Regions from separate parts of the Gossypium hirsutum genome. Here regions 1 and 3 are each linked to region 2. A link is a contact called in public Hi-C data. All regions are on one chromosome and are shown on one strand. Each heading gives the region's core, a stretch centred on a gene start, on an enhancer-like site or on the middle of the called end of the contact. The rest is flanking DNA. Distances are from core to core; before and after follow the strand shown.

Region 1 (4,451 bases), core at 889-3,388, 250 kb before region 2:
ATCTTAAAAACCCATAAACACGAAACGTAATCCAATTTTGAATAAATTTTAATTAATTAAATAACGAAACCCTAAACCCTAATCCCTTATTTATTTACTTTTTTCTCCAAAAACCCTAAAAATCCTAACCTGGGAAACACGGCGAAATCGCCTCCCCAGGGGCGCGCTACGTGGCAGCAAACCGCGTCCACGTCAGCGCGCTTTGCTGACGTGGACACAAACCGCGCTTACGTGGACGCGATTTGCTCCCACGTCAGTAAACCGCGCTGACGTGGACGCGATTTACTGACACGTCTCCTGACATCGCGCTGACGTGGACGCGATTTAGGGGAAAATGCCCCATTTCGATAAATTTTAAAAAAATGGCTTTTTTTAGTATTTTGCCCGTTCAGGAAGCTTTTAGAGAATTTCTCTCTCTCTCACTCTTTTCCTTTTGTTGGTTATATGAATGATTCTTTTTAATTTTTTAATTTTCTATTTTAAAGTTTAAAACAGGTACATTTAACAGATAAAGTTTTATTATTTGTTATTATAAATGAAAAAATTATTAATTTTATACTTTATAAATAGTATTAGTGTTAATGTAAAGTTTAGTCGATATAATTAAAGTTGGGTGAAACATAATTTTTAGACTTTATAAACAGTAAGTTGATTGTTCTAATTGAATATAATATAATATTTTTATGCTTATAATATAATATAATATAATATTTTTCATTTATAATATAATACTCTTATCACTATATAAAAATTTTAAGAACTAAAAAAATTAAATTAAATGTTTAAATGAATTTTTTAGAAAAAAATTGTAGGCAAAATAATTCATTATGCTTACAATTTAAAAGGTAAGAGAATTTTTATTTTTATTTTATGTTGGTCACACCTCTAGTGAGGTGTTTCAATTTTCAAATATATGGGGCCTCCAAAATTTTAACGGCAGGTTAGATTAGATGGCCAGTGAATGCAGTAGGCTCTCAAGGCTAAAATTACTATTTTAGCGTCTTTAATCTTTTCATTATTATTAATAATTTTAATTTTTAGTTTGCATATGGTTTTATTTCTTATTTAATATAACATAATTTTAATATGTATTAATATATAATATAATATAATATAATTATTTTTAATAATTATTTAAATAAATGTAACCTTAATTTTTTGGTTAATATAAATATAATACTAATTAGCATTTAATAGTACATAATTTTATTATATTATCACTTAATATTAATATATTATACCTACACTATTATAAAATATAATATATTAAGGGTGAGTATTTGGTATATTGGTAGTGTATTTTTTATCCCATAATTATTTTTAAAAAATTGACATGTTTTTTTTATTAATATTTATTTTTTATTTCTATACTCTTATAAGATATTTGTTAACCTCTTAACTTTACTTGTAGGTATACCATACCTAACATATCTCACACCAATGTTACCCAAGCAAAAGTTACTGTATCCAAATGTAACCCTAGTTGGAACTCCTGATATTCGAGCCAACTAAGCTGGCCATTGATATCCCATCAGAAAAACATTCCATCTTCTGCCTGCATTAAAAACATGCAATATATGAATGGTATTGGCATACCCCTTCCTTATGGGAGCTGAAATATGTTACTATCCTCATCACGTTTTGCTTAATTTACTTGACGTGATTAAAGTGTTAACCCTTTAATTCTCACACTTCTCATGAATTTATTCATTCCGTGGGTACATATGATCTTGACTCATTTTGTATCCAATAAAACATACCTTTAAATTTTAATTCAACCCATCATTTTTTATATATAATTTTTTTTAATATTTAAATTTTTAAATATTAACATTTATAATTTTCATATATTCCTAAATTGTAACTTTTCAAAAGAGGGATTACACATTTAAATTATCTCTCTACCACAACTTATTGCACGCAAGACTCAAAGAAGCAGGAAATTTAAAAAAAATAAAAATAAAGTAAAAGTGGGATCACTATTCACCAACAATGGCTTATTGATAAGGCTCACCCCTCTTTCTCTCTCTATTCCTCTATGTGTTAGAGTTTAGACATTCTATTCGACAAGTACTAGTTTGTTTGTTCGCGGTCTTTACACACATAAATTGATTTGATTTGACGGGCCCTCACATACATAAATTGGAGCATTGCTCAACCGAAACAAGCTAACACCTATTACCAAGTTTCTTTGTTCTTGCTTCTATTTATACTACTACTACTACCATGGAGTACTCTAATTCTAGCAACACGGAGCAGCCTCAAACCTGCCTTGAAATAACCATGGAGGTTCACAGAGTTGTCCCACCACCCCATAAGAGCACCATTCATAAGCTTAAAACCACGCTCAAAGAAACTTTCTTCCCTGATGATCCTCTGCGCCAATTCAAAGGACAACCTACCGGGAAGAAATGGATTCTTGCAGCTCAATACATCTTCCCTATTCTCCAATGGGGTCCTCATTATAGTCTCGGTCTCTTCAAATCTGATATTGTAGCCGGACTTACCATTGCTAGCTTAGCCATCCCCCAGGTTTTGCTTTTCAGTTCATCTTTTTATCTATAATCATCTATCAATGTTTTTTTTCCATTTCTTTGACCTCTCAAATTCTTTACCTCAGGGAATCAGTTATGCTAAGCTTGCTAATCTACCGCCAATTGTTGGCCTCTGTGAGTAACTCTGCCCTTTTAATGAAGCTTGTTTGCAGCTTTAAGATTACTGTTTGATTGGATTTTGATTTGGTAAAGCTTGTTTATTCCATACCGGTCTAGATTCCAGCTTTGTGCCTCCTCTTGTATATGCTGTACTTGGAAGCTCCAGGGACCTTGCAGTAGGGCCTGTTTCCATTGCTTCACTTATACTTGGATCCATGCTTAGACAAGAAGTATCCCCTGTCAGTGATCCTGTCTTGTTTCTTCAACTAGCTTTTACTACAACTTTCTTTGCTGGTCTTTTCCAAGCTTCTTTGGGATTTTTAAGGTGAAGTCGTTTTTTCCACCTTTCAATATATATAATTTTAATTAATCGTTCTGATGTTTTTTTTTTCTTCTTTTTATTATTTATAACCACGTTCTGATGATTTCTGGCAACAGGCTCGGATTTATCATTGATTTCCTCTCGAAGGCAACACTTATCGGTTTCATGGCAGGGGCTGCTATAATAGTTTCTTTACAACAACTGAAAAGCCTTCTTGGAATCACTCATTTTACTACAAAAATGGGTTTGGTACCTGTTTTGAGCTCTGTTTTCCACAACACAGAGGAGGTAAATGGTATTTTAATCTGCACTCTGCACTAATCCTTTCATGTAAATGTCACTTAAATGGTAACTGCTTCATTACTTGGTCACTTTTGCTTTCTCTCATCATTTAACAAGCTTGGTTCAAGGTTCCTTCATGGTAGAGCAACTCTTTTGTCTAATTTTATATTCGTTTCCATCAAAAATTTATGGGATTTTCTTCTTCTTTGCAGTGGTCTTGGCAAACAATACTGATGGGGTTTTGCTTCCTGGTGTTCCTGCTAGTGGCTAGACATGTTGTACGTTCTTATTACTCATCTCTTTGTCTTCAAGTCTGAAGTGGAATCTGGTCTTTTTCTCTCTCAAAAGGGCGCTACTAACCGCCTTAAAATCGAACTTGACACTCAAGATAAAATCCGCCCCCCCAACCCCCATTTATTTCAGTGTTTAATTGGATGGTTTCTATGATTCTATCATCTACAATTCACTGTTTTCTAATATCTGGCCCCCAAAAATATTCATTTCACCAATCAGAAAGGTAAAAGGTTGATGATTTGTCTCTTTTCTGGCTCTGCATGGGTAACACATGTCATGTATTGCCATGGTCTGGGTGGTCATAGTGTTTTCTAAATGATTCATTATTAATTATTTCTTTTATGTCCACATCCTGCCAATCCTGGAAGTAAATATTAAGTATTGATTTCACATGGATATACATAAAGTTTTCTGCCCTTTGCAACCTGGGGAAAATAAGGGAACATTTGAGAAACATGGTCTGGGATCCTCGCAGGCAAGCTTAAAACATTAAAACTTTAAGCTTGTTTCTGCATGTTCAACATGTATGGGCTCCACTACTTCTTTTGCCTTAGCCCTTATGGACTTGGTTCACTTTCCTTTTCTCTTTTTCCTGGTCTGGAACAAGATTTAGTAATGATGCAATCATAGCAATCCAAAGGGTCCTACATGAAAGGGTCAATACACTGTTGTGCAAGTCTTACACTTGGAATATGCATTGACTTGGGGGTGTGTGCCATGCAGAGCATGAAAAGACCAAAGCTGTTTTGGGTCTCAGCTGGTGCTCCTCTTGTTTCAGTCATCCTCTCTACGCTTCTGGTTTTTGCATTCAAAGCTCAGCACCATGGCATCAGTATAGTAAGTTTCCAGGGTCCCCCACTTAAGTAACTCTCACATTTTGCTTTCCCCTTTCATTTTGT
Region 2 (4,442 bases), core at 1,416-3,915:
AATAATTCTAAAAGAGAAAAAATAAAAAAAATAAAAAATTAATTTTTCCTTATAGAAACTTATATATAGCGCGATTAGTGCAACTCAAATCTAAGTTATATTTAAAGTAATGAATACCCTTAACCGTCATGCTATTACACGGGGTTGAGGCTAATTTAACATTAAAAGCTTGGTTTAGAAAAGAAAATGGTTTGAAATAACGTGTATTTAAAAAGTGGTGCGGGAAAGATGTGAGTTTGTAAATAGGTGCAGTAATAAATTGAAATATATAAAAAATTAGATATATGAGGATACCAAAATCATTTTATCCTAAAGCTAATTTTCAAAAGCAAAAACATATAGTTCTTAAACTTTTTATTTGCCAAACCATTATTTTTTTAATTTTTAATTTTGGTGAAAGCCAAACCATTATTTTAATAACAAAAGCTAAAATGTTTTAGCCGGTTTCGCATTTATTTTGTTGTGAAGCAAGAGCTTTTTGATATGGATTCGGATTTAGTAACTGAAAAAAATAATTTATTTTTATAAAACGCTTTTAATATATTTATTACTTTTACAAATAAAAATTCAATGAATTGGACCAAACTTGACAAAATTTAGAGTGTAGACAAGTTTAACCTTAGTTAAAGATTAATCAATAACATTCAATCCTTTAATTTTGCATTTATTACATATCAATTAGATTTTCTTTTTTCAATATCAGAGTAATTCACCGCTATAGTATTAATTCTTTTTATGTCCATGTTATATGAAATGGTAATTGATGAGTTATTTTATAAGAGGATTAAATTTATATGATTAAGAAATGAGATGAATAATTATCACGCCACATTTATCAATTATAAATTTGGTTGGTGTGCATTTTTTTTGGTAAAAAAAATCCTTACAATTTTATCACCTAATGTTTAGGGTATTTTCATTTTAGTTACAAGTGCTAAATCCTTAATGATGCTAACAATACATGCCAAATCATGCCCTCATCATGTTTACACTTTCATTTTAGTCATCCAATATCTAGGTCTTTTTAATTTTGGTCACTGAAAAAATTATTTTTTAAAGTCTTGATCGGGGTAAAAAATTTAAGGATTAAATTGAAAAAACAGTAAAAGCTAACATAATGCATTAAAATTGTGCTAAATTGTATTTATTGATCTCATTGCTGAAAATTCTAATTTTTTTAATATTGAAATTTTAAATTTCAAAATATCAAAATCAGTTAAATAAATTATTAAAATTTTTTATCTATTGATAATTTTAATGGATTTGTTACTATAATATTGAAATTAATTAAATTTATTTATTTTAAAATTTAAAATTTTATTTTATGTTTACAAAGTATCTTTAAGGAAATCAACTCGAATAATTCATATTTAATAATTGTCTAGGAAACTTAATTTTATTATTATATAATTTCAAATTTTTCATGCTAAGCTAAAAGGAAAGATTGCAATTAATTAAATTAATTGCTTGTTATTCATTAAAGAAATGATGAAAATAATTATGGATTTTGTTCGGCTTGGAAGATAAAATTAATTAATTTAATTAATTGTAATGATTTTTCTTTTCTTTTAGCTTAGCATGGAAGATTCGATATTATATAATCAAAAGAAATTTGAGTTTTGTAGACAATTATTAAATATGAGTTATTTGTTTTGATTTTAATTTGAGAAAATAAAATAAAATTTAAATTTTAGAAGAAGATTAAATTAATTAATTAATTAATTTAATATTGTAGTAACACATCCTCTCACACCATCAATGGCTATGAAATTTTCATTATTCAATTGATTTTGATGTTTTAAAATTTAAATTTTCAATATGAAAAAATAAAATTTTTGATAAGGGAGTAAAGACAAATTTTAATGCATTATTTTAGTTTGTAACAGTTTTTTAATTTTAATGTTTAATATATCTTTTATTCCAATCAATACTCAAAAGAAGATATTTTTAGATAACAAAAATGAAAAGAAACTAAAAATTAGATGAAACATGATATGATGTTAGAGATTTAATACTTAAATAACTGTAATGAAAGAAATTGATGATTAATGGTATAGTTACTTAATTTGTTATTATACTTACCAACTCCACAAAACATTGAATAACGTTTTTTTCCAATTAATGGATGAAACTTACCAAATAAATGGAAAGTTTTGAGGGAAATATACAAGTTAATAATTGTTGTACAATTAAGTATGGGTGTAAAAAGGTAGAAGCAATAAAGAAGAGTGAGAGAGATCCCTAAAACATAAACAAAAATAGTCCTAGGCTTACACAGCCCTTACCCCTTGTTTCCTCTCTCCCATTTAATGTCTTTTAATTTGTTTCCCCATTCTTCTCCCTTTTGCATTTATGCTCTAATACGTTACAATTCCTCTGTACACCCTTCCAACATCATTAATTTGCGCCCTCGCAATAATTATTCATTTGACACTTTCTGATTATTAAAATCATACATTGATCACCAAAAAGGTCAGCCAAATGAATGGCCCAGATGCCTCCATCACCATGAAGATGTAATGAGGCTGAGGTGTAGGGTATAGGAAGGGCACCTCCAAACCAATAGGCTCCCCAGTCTAAGCTCCCAATCATTTTAAGCTGACTTTTGAACCCAACAATGAGACTCCTCACTTTATAAACAGCGAAACATACCCCTTATTGTACTACACCACCTAAGATTTTCCAATATCTATCTGATATGATACGTGTCTCACATCAGATGGGGTCAGGCGTTTGACTTTGACGACCACAGTCAAAAACCCTAGCTAATTTTAATATTTTTATTTTGCTTTCCTTTTTCCTCATTAAAATATTTTTATTATTCATTTACTGTATCTATTTATTACTTAAGACTTTTATATCTATCACACCATCCCCCCATCTTTTTCCTCCTTCCTTCGTTTCTTTTCATATTCTTGTGCTTGTTATTTGTCTCCTTTTGTTTCCCTTTTATTTATTTATTTATTTATTTTTATCTTTTTTATAAACTTTACCTTTTATCTCCTTAAAATCAATCGTTATCTTTCTCTTCTTTGTTCTTCTGCAACTTTCATGGCGGTTTTACCCACCGGCTCTTCACACTTGGAGTTGACGATATCTGTTCCTGGTTTCGCTTCTTCCCCTTCTTTCCCTTCTTCTGGTAAGCCGAAAATATTGTTTGCTTCTTAATACTGATAAACATAGACACACACACATATGTCAACCCTTTTAGTATCATCAGTCTTTGATCTTATGCTATACCCGGATTCCATGCATGGTTTCCAGAAAAATGTTTTTTTTCTTTTCTTTCTTATGCTTTTTAAGATGGTCGTCCCCATGGGTGATGAAAATAGATTGATTTTGCATCAAATTTGATTTATTTACCTCGTTTCTTTTTAATATTACGTTAAAGGTGATCAAGGGGGTTGTACGGTGAGAGATTTGGATATAAACCAAGTACCAGCAGAAGATGAATGGATCACAGCAAGCATGGAAGATGAAGAAGAAAGCTGCAATAATGGTGCCCCTCCTCGAAAAAAGCTTCGTCTTACAAAAGAACAGTCTCGCCTTCTTGAAGAAAGTTTCAGACTAAACCATACCCTAAACCCTGTATGTAAAATTTTCAAACTAGTACCCTACCCTTTCCAAACTTATTAATTAACACCAAACTAACATTTTCCCTCTTTTAACATAAAAAATACCTCATAAATTCATCACACCATCTCTTTCATTTAATGTCTTTTTGGATTTTTGTGTTTTCAGAAGCAGAAAGGGGCATTGGCTTTGCAGCTGAAGCTTAGGCCAAGGCAGGTTGAAGTTTGGTTCCAGAACCGTAGGGCCAGGTACCCTATACGTATACACATATGCATATACATAAATTAATATATATATTTTTTACATTTAAATGAATTCTCATTCTTTTTTTTTTCCTTTTCAATGAATCATTATTTCGTTGGTGGTGTTACTAAAGTAGCTTAGGGTAGATATATATAACAGAATAAATAAAACTTAATCAATAATTCCATCGGTATATTTTTCTCACACTAATAATATAGGTAGAAATATTTGAACAAAAGATTTTGTTTCAAAGATTTAGTTATTAGAGATATAATAATTTATGATGCTAATCAGTCTTAGGCCTGTTTCTCAAAGCTTAGATTCATTTTTATGGGGTTCTCTTGTCATTTCCCTGACAAAACGGTTGTCTTTGGACGTTGATATATCACTATCACTCTGTGATATACATTTTATTAGAGTAATTAAAAGCAAGCTATATATACAACACCACGTTGTCACCGTAAAATTCTATGAATTTATTCAGATTTTTAGGGCCTTCAAACAACTTGGAACAAGTTACAGGATAACTATTATTATTATTATTATTTATACTATATATCATTTTTTGTCGTGTATGCATGACATAATAAGCAAAACAAACATTTTGCCATTCGTTGTCTTTATGG
Region 3 (4,340 bases), core at 367-2,866, 160 kb after region 2:
TTATTTCAAATATACAAAGAGTAAGTATATTTAAAACATATTTTAAACCATACTTTTAATCAATGATGTGTTTCCTAATACTAAGTCAAAGACAAACAGCAACCCAAGTCCTACGATTCACTCTTCTTTCCTTTCACTTCTATTTTTATACCTAAACAAATATGCTACCAAATAATTTCACAAAATAAAAGTGTGAGATTAGAGTTCAATTCATAGGTTTGTTCATGGTATTATAATGTGTGTTAGTAGGTAAGTTTAAACTTATATTGTATAAACAAATGAATTTAAAAATATATTTGAATTTTTTATTTTTAAATTAAAAGATTTTACTATCTAAAGTGAGATATATAATTTAATATTGATTTTTTGGTAATACAGTTAACTTAGGAGGGCTTGCTTTTCAGCAATTTATTCTAGGGTTTTTTCAAAGATTCCATCTAACAAGAATTTTATTTTATTTATTTTTACCAATTCCTCATAGATTGTGAAAGAATATTAGAGATAATTTTCCTAGTAAAAAACTTTAGATTATTAAATTTATTAGGCTTTAATGTCCAGGGGAATTGTTTTATATTTTGAAAATTTAATATTATAATATCAATATTGATGGTTCGAGCTATGATGTCTCTACGTACCTCTATTATTATTCACAAGTCTCGTATTAACATTTATTTCGAGTTTTGCAGTCACTTATCTTTATTGATCGAAGTATTTCTCCGTCAACTGTACATGGCTTTCTGTAGAGGCTAGAGATAAAATCTCGATATAAGGACAATACTTTCAATTGTTGAGGTCGAAGTCGACTTCCCAGAAGATGAAACTTCTCCTAAAAGGATCGATTCCTTGTCAACAATAATTTAAGATATTTATGGTATTTTAATTTTTTTTCTGTTTTTAAAGAATATAATATGTTAAATTAGTGGGATTTAAGTAAGGAAGAATACTAAATTTAAAATATATTTCAAAGGTTGATTATACATTTTTAATATATGATGGATAAAAAAATCATATATAAAAATATTTTAATTAATGATTTATATATTAAATTAAAAAAGTAATAAAATGGTGGAATGTTAATAAAAATAAATTATATTGATTAATTAGTGCAGTTTTAGATTAAAAAGAAAATGAGGGCCGTCCACGTCATGGAAAAAGCCAATGGCACATTAGAAGAGCCACCTGTACATTATTATTATTACTATTATTATTATTATTATTATTATTATTAACCAAATTCTGTAGTTAAGTTAACCAGAAGAGGCGGTGAATTGTTAACCCAAGTTTCATAGTTGAGTGTCCTATCATCCTCTGCTTATCTCCCTACTCCTGTATTATTTTCACTCTTTACCTTCTTCCCTTCCCTTATATAATTCCCTCTCTCTAAATTAAAAGTTGCATATCTTTTAAATTATACGCTGGCTTCTCATTTTCTCTCTTTCCTCACTTCCTTACTTTGATTACCCTTTTTATATATCACAAAAATTTTGCAGTCTTTCTTTCAGACGCAAGCAGCAGGCACCTGTCCTAGAAACAGAGATCTTCTCAAGTTAGTTAAATAACGGTTTTTGCTATCCCCATTTTGCCCTTTCATTCTTCTTCTTCTCCTTCATCGGAAGATGATTAGTTGGAACGATCTTTACACCGTTTTAACGGCGGTGATCCCACTGTACGTTGCTATGATCTTGGCTTACGGCTCCGTCCGTTGGTGGAAAATATTCACCCCCGACCAGTGCTCGGGTATCAACCGCTTTGTCGCCATATTTGCCGTTCCTCTCTTGTCTTTCCACTTCATTTCCACCAATGACCCTTATGCCATGAACTTCAGGTTCGTAGCAGCCGACACCCTTCAAAAGCTCATCATGCTCTTCGTTCTTGGATTGTGGACTAATTTAACAAGGAACGGAAGCCTAGAATGGATGATCACCATTTTCTCTTTATCTACTCTCCCCAACACTCTAGTCATGGGCATTCCTCTTTTAATCGCTATGTACGGTCCCTACTCCGGGATGCTCATGGTCCAAGTCGTGGTTCTCCAGTGTATCATTTGGTACACCCTTCTTCTTTTCCTTTTTGAGTACCGCGGTGCCAAAATCCTCATCATGGAGCAGTTTCCCGAAACTGCAGCTTCCATTGTTTCTTTCAAAGTTGATTCCGATGTGGTTTCACTTGACGGCCGCGACTTCCTCGAAACCGACGCTGAAATCGGGGAAGACGGCAAGCTACACGTTAAGGTCAGGAAATCTAATGCTTCCAGGAGGTCTTTGGGGCCTTGTTCCCTTCCTGCATTGACTCCCAGGCCTTCCAACCTCACCGGAGCTGAAATCTACAGTTTGAGCTCTTCAAGGAACCCCACGCCAAGAGGTTCCAATTTCAACAACTCCGACTTTTACTCCATGATGGGTGTTCAAGGATTTCCTGCAAGACACTCCAATTTCGGTCCAGCTGATTTATACTCTGTTCAATCCTCTAGAGGACCTACTCCAAGGCCATCCAATTTTGAAGAAAACAATACAGTAATGTCTCCACGATTTGGATTTTATCCAGCACAGACTGTTCCTTCATCCTACCCTGCTCCAAACCCTGAATTCTCATCCGTCACGAAGAACGCTAAAGCTACCCAACAACAACAGCAGCAGCCAGTTCAACCACAGCAGCAGCCTAAGGAGAAGGAGAATAATAAAGAGAATCATGATGCCAAGGAATTGCACATGTTTGTGTGGAGTTCAAGTGCCTCGCCGGTTTCAGAAGGCGGAGGTCTCCATGTCTTTGGTGGTACAGATTTCGGAGCGTCCGAGCAATCTGGACGGTCTGAGCAGGGTGCTAAAGAGATAAGGATGTTGGTCGCAGATCACCCTCAAAACGGGGAAAACAAAGGTACAATAAATTTATTAGTAAACTAGATTATTCTGCTCGGTTAGGAGTTACTGGAATTTTTTAATAATAGATTGTAGCTTGTGAAGGCATGACAGGCAGTGGTGACGTTAATGGAGAGGACTTTAGCTTTGCTGGAAGAGATGGGGAAGAGGAGAGAGAAAAGGAAGGACCCAATGGTCTCAATAAGTTGGGGTCTAGTTCAACGGCCGAGTTGCACCCTAAAGCCGCCGGAGGGCCTGAGTCTGGCGTAGGCAAACAAATGCCGCCGGCGAGTGTAATGACCCGCTTAATCTTGATCATGGTCTGGCGCAAGCTTATACGAAACCCCAACACATATTCCAGTCTCATCGGGCTGGTTTGGTCCCTAATTGCTTTCAGGTCAGCTCATTATTTGATTTTAAGGTTCAAACATTATTCAACAAGTCTTTTTTTTTTTTTACTTTTTAATTGGGTTGTTTCATATGTAATGAATTTACTGGTTTGGGGGGACTTTAATTAATGCAGGTGGCATGTGAGTATGCCGAAAATAATAGAGAAGTCTATCTCCATCCTGTCAGATGCTGGACTAGGAATGGCCATGTTTAGCTTAGGTGAGCATTTCTGTTATTTGCTTTATCTTCAACTAATAATATTTGGAAAAGAAAGAGAAAGGAAAGTTTATCTGCCTTGACCTAAATAAAATTTCCTAGACCAACTCGGCACCACTATTTGGTGCACTTAACACTATGTTTAACTATTTATGATACTTTCGCCGAATTCAGGCAACCCCATGGGAACAAAAATCCATCTAATGGGATACCATGGACCATTTAAAAAAAAAAATAGTTTGACATTGAAAGAAATCTTTGGACACTTAAATGGGATTTAACCTCCCGACATGTGGGGTCTTGTTTGCGATGTTAGTAAGCGGTCCAGGGTCGGTGGGTATTGGTTGTGATAGACGCCAATTAGGCCACCAGTTAGTGAAGGTAGGTGATTGATAGATTAGGGACACTTATGGTTTCCTATGGAAAGTCGTAACTTTTGGTGCTATATGGTGAAAAAGGTCTGTTTATGGCACTGCAACCCAAGATCATCGCTTGTGGGAACTCTGTAGCTACATTTGCCATGGCCGTTAGGTTCTTAACCGGTCCGGCTGTCATGGCTGCCGCTTCGATTGCAGTAGGGTTGCGCGGCACACTCCTCCGTGTCGCCATTGTTCAGGTAAAGAAAAATCCTTACCCTCCTCGTAAGCTTTGACTTTTAACGATTGTCTGTCAGAGAAATTTTGTTTCAAATTGAACAGGCGGCTCTGCCACAAGGAATTGTACCATTTGTGTTCGCCAAGGAATACAATGTCCACCCTGCAATTCTTAGCACTGCGTAAGTAAACAAACTTGGATATATTCAAACATAGTATATATAGCTGTTAACTACTATATATATATATATATAGCTGACGGTTTGATTTGTAAATATTTTTCAGG

Evidence for each region. Hi-C and Micro-C count contacts between places; a contact is called where the count stands out from the background.
Region 1: a contact with region 2 is called in a Hi-C map of leaf, with 4 times the contacts expected there. The contact joins the promoter of LOC107921989 here to the promoter of LOC107921257 in region 2. A contact is called at or near these places in 4 of 34 Hi-C or Micro-C datasets (leaf and seedling).
Region 3: a Hi-C map of seedling shows a contact between it and region 2, with 2.4 times the contacts expected there. The contact joins the promoter of LOC107922128 here to the promoter of LOC107921257 in region 2. A contact is called at or near these places in 3 of 34 Hi-C or Micro-C datasets (leaf and seedling).

Annotation. Positions count from the first base shown.
Region 1 is chrD01:47,507,747-47,512,197 of Gossypium_hirsutum_v2.1, forward strand. LOC107921989 (probable sulfate transporter 3.3) reads left to right here and starts at 2,139. Exons shown (of 13, transcript XM_016851795.2): 1 at 2,139-2,532; 2 at 2,621-2,669; 3 at 2,772-2,979; 4 at 3,093-3,264; 5 at 3,471-3,536; 6 at 4,276-4,389. The coding sequence starts at 2,227.
Region 2 is chrD01:47,759,265-47,763,706 of Gossypium_hirsutum_v2.1, forward strand. It overlaps LOC107921257 (homeobox-leucine zipper protein HOX3), which reads left to right and starts at 2,666. Exons shown (of 4, transcript XM_016851134.2): 1 at 2,666-3,139; 2 at 3,392-3,588; 3 at 3,742-3,821. The coding sequence starts at 3,052.
Region 3 is chrD01:47,923,135-47,927,474 of Gossypium_hirsutum_v2.1, forward strand. It overlaps LOC107922128 (auxin efflux carrier component 4-like), which reads left to right and starts at 1,617. Exons shown (of 6, transcript NM_001327195.1): 1 at 1,617-2,874; 2 at 2,961-3,252; 3 at 3,379-3,464; 4 at 3,920-4,077; 5 at 4,160-4,236; 6 at 4,340. The coding sequence starts at 1,617.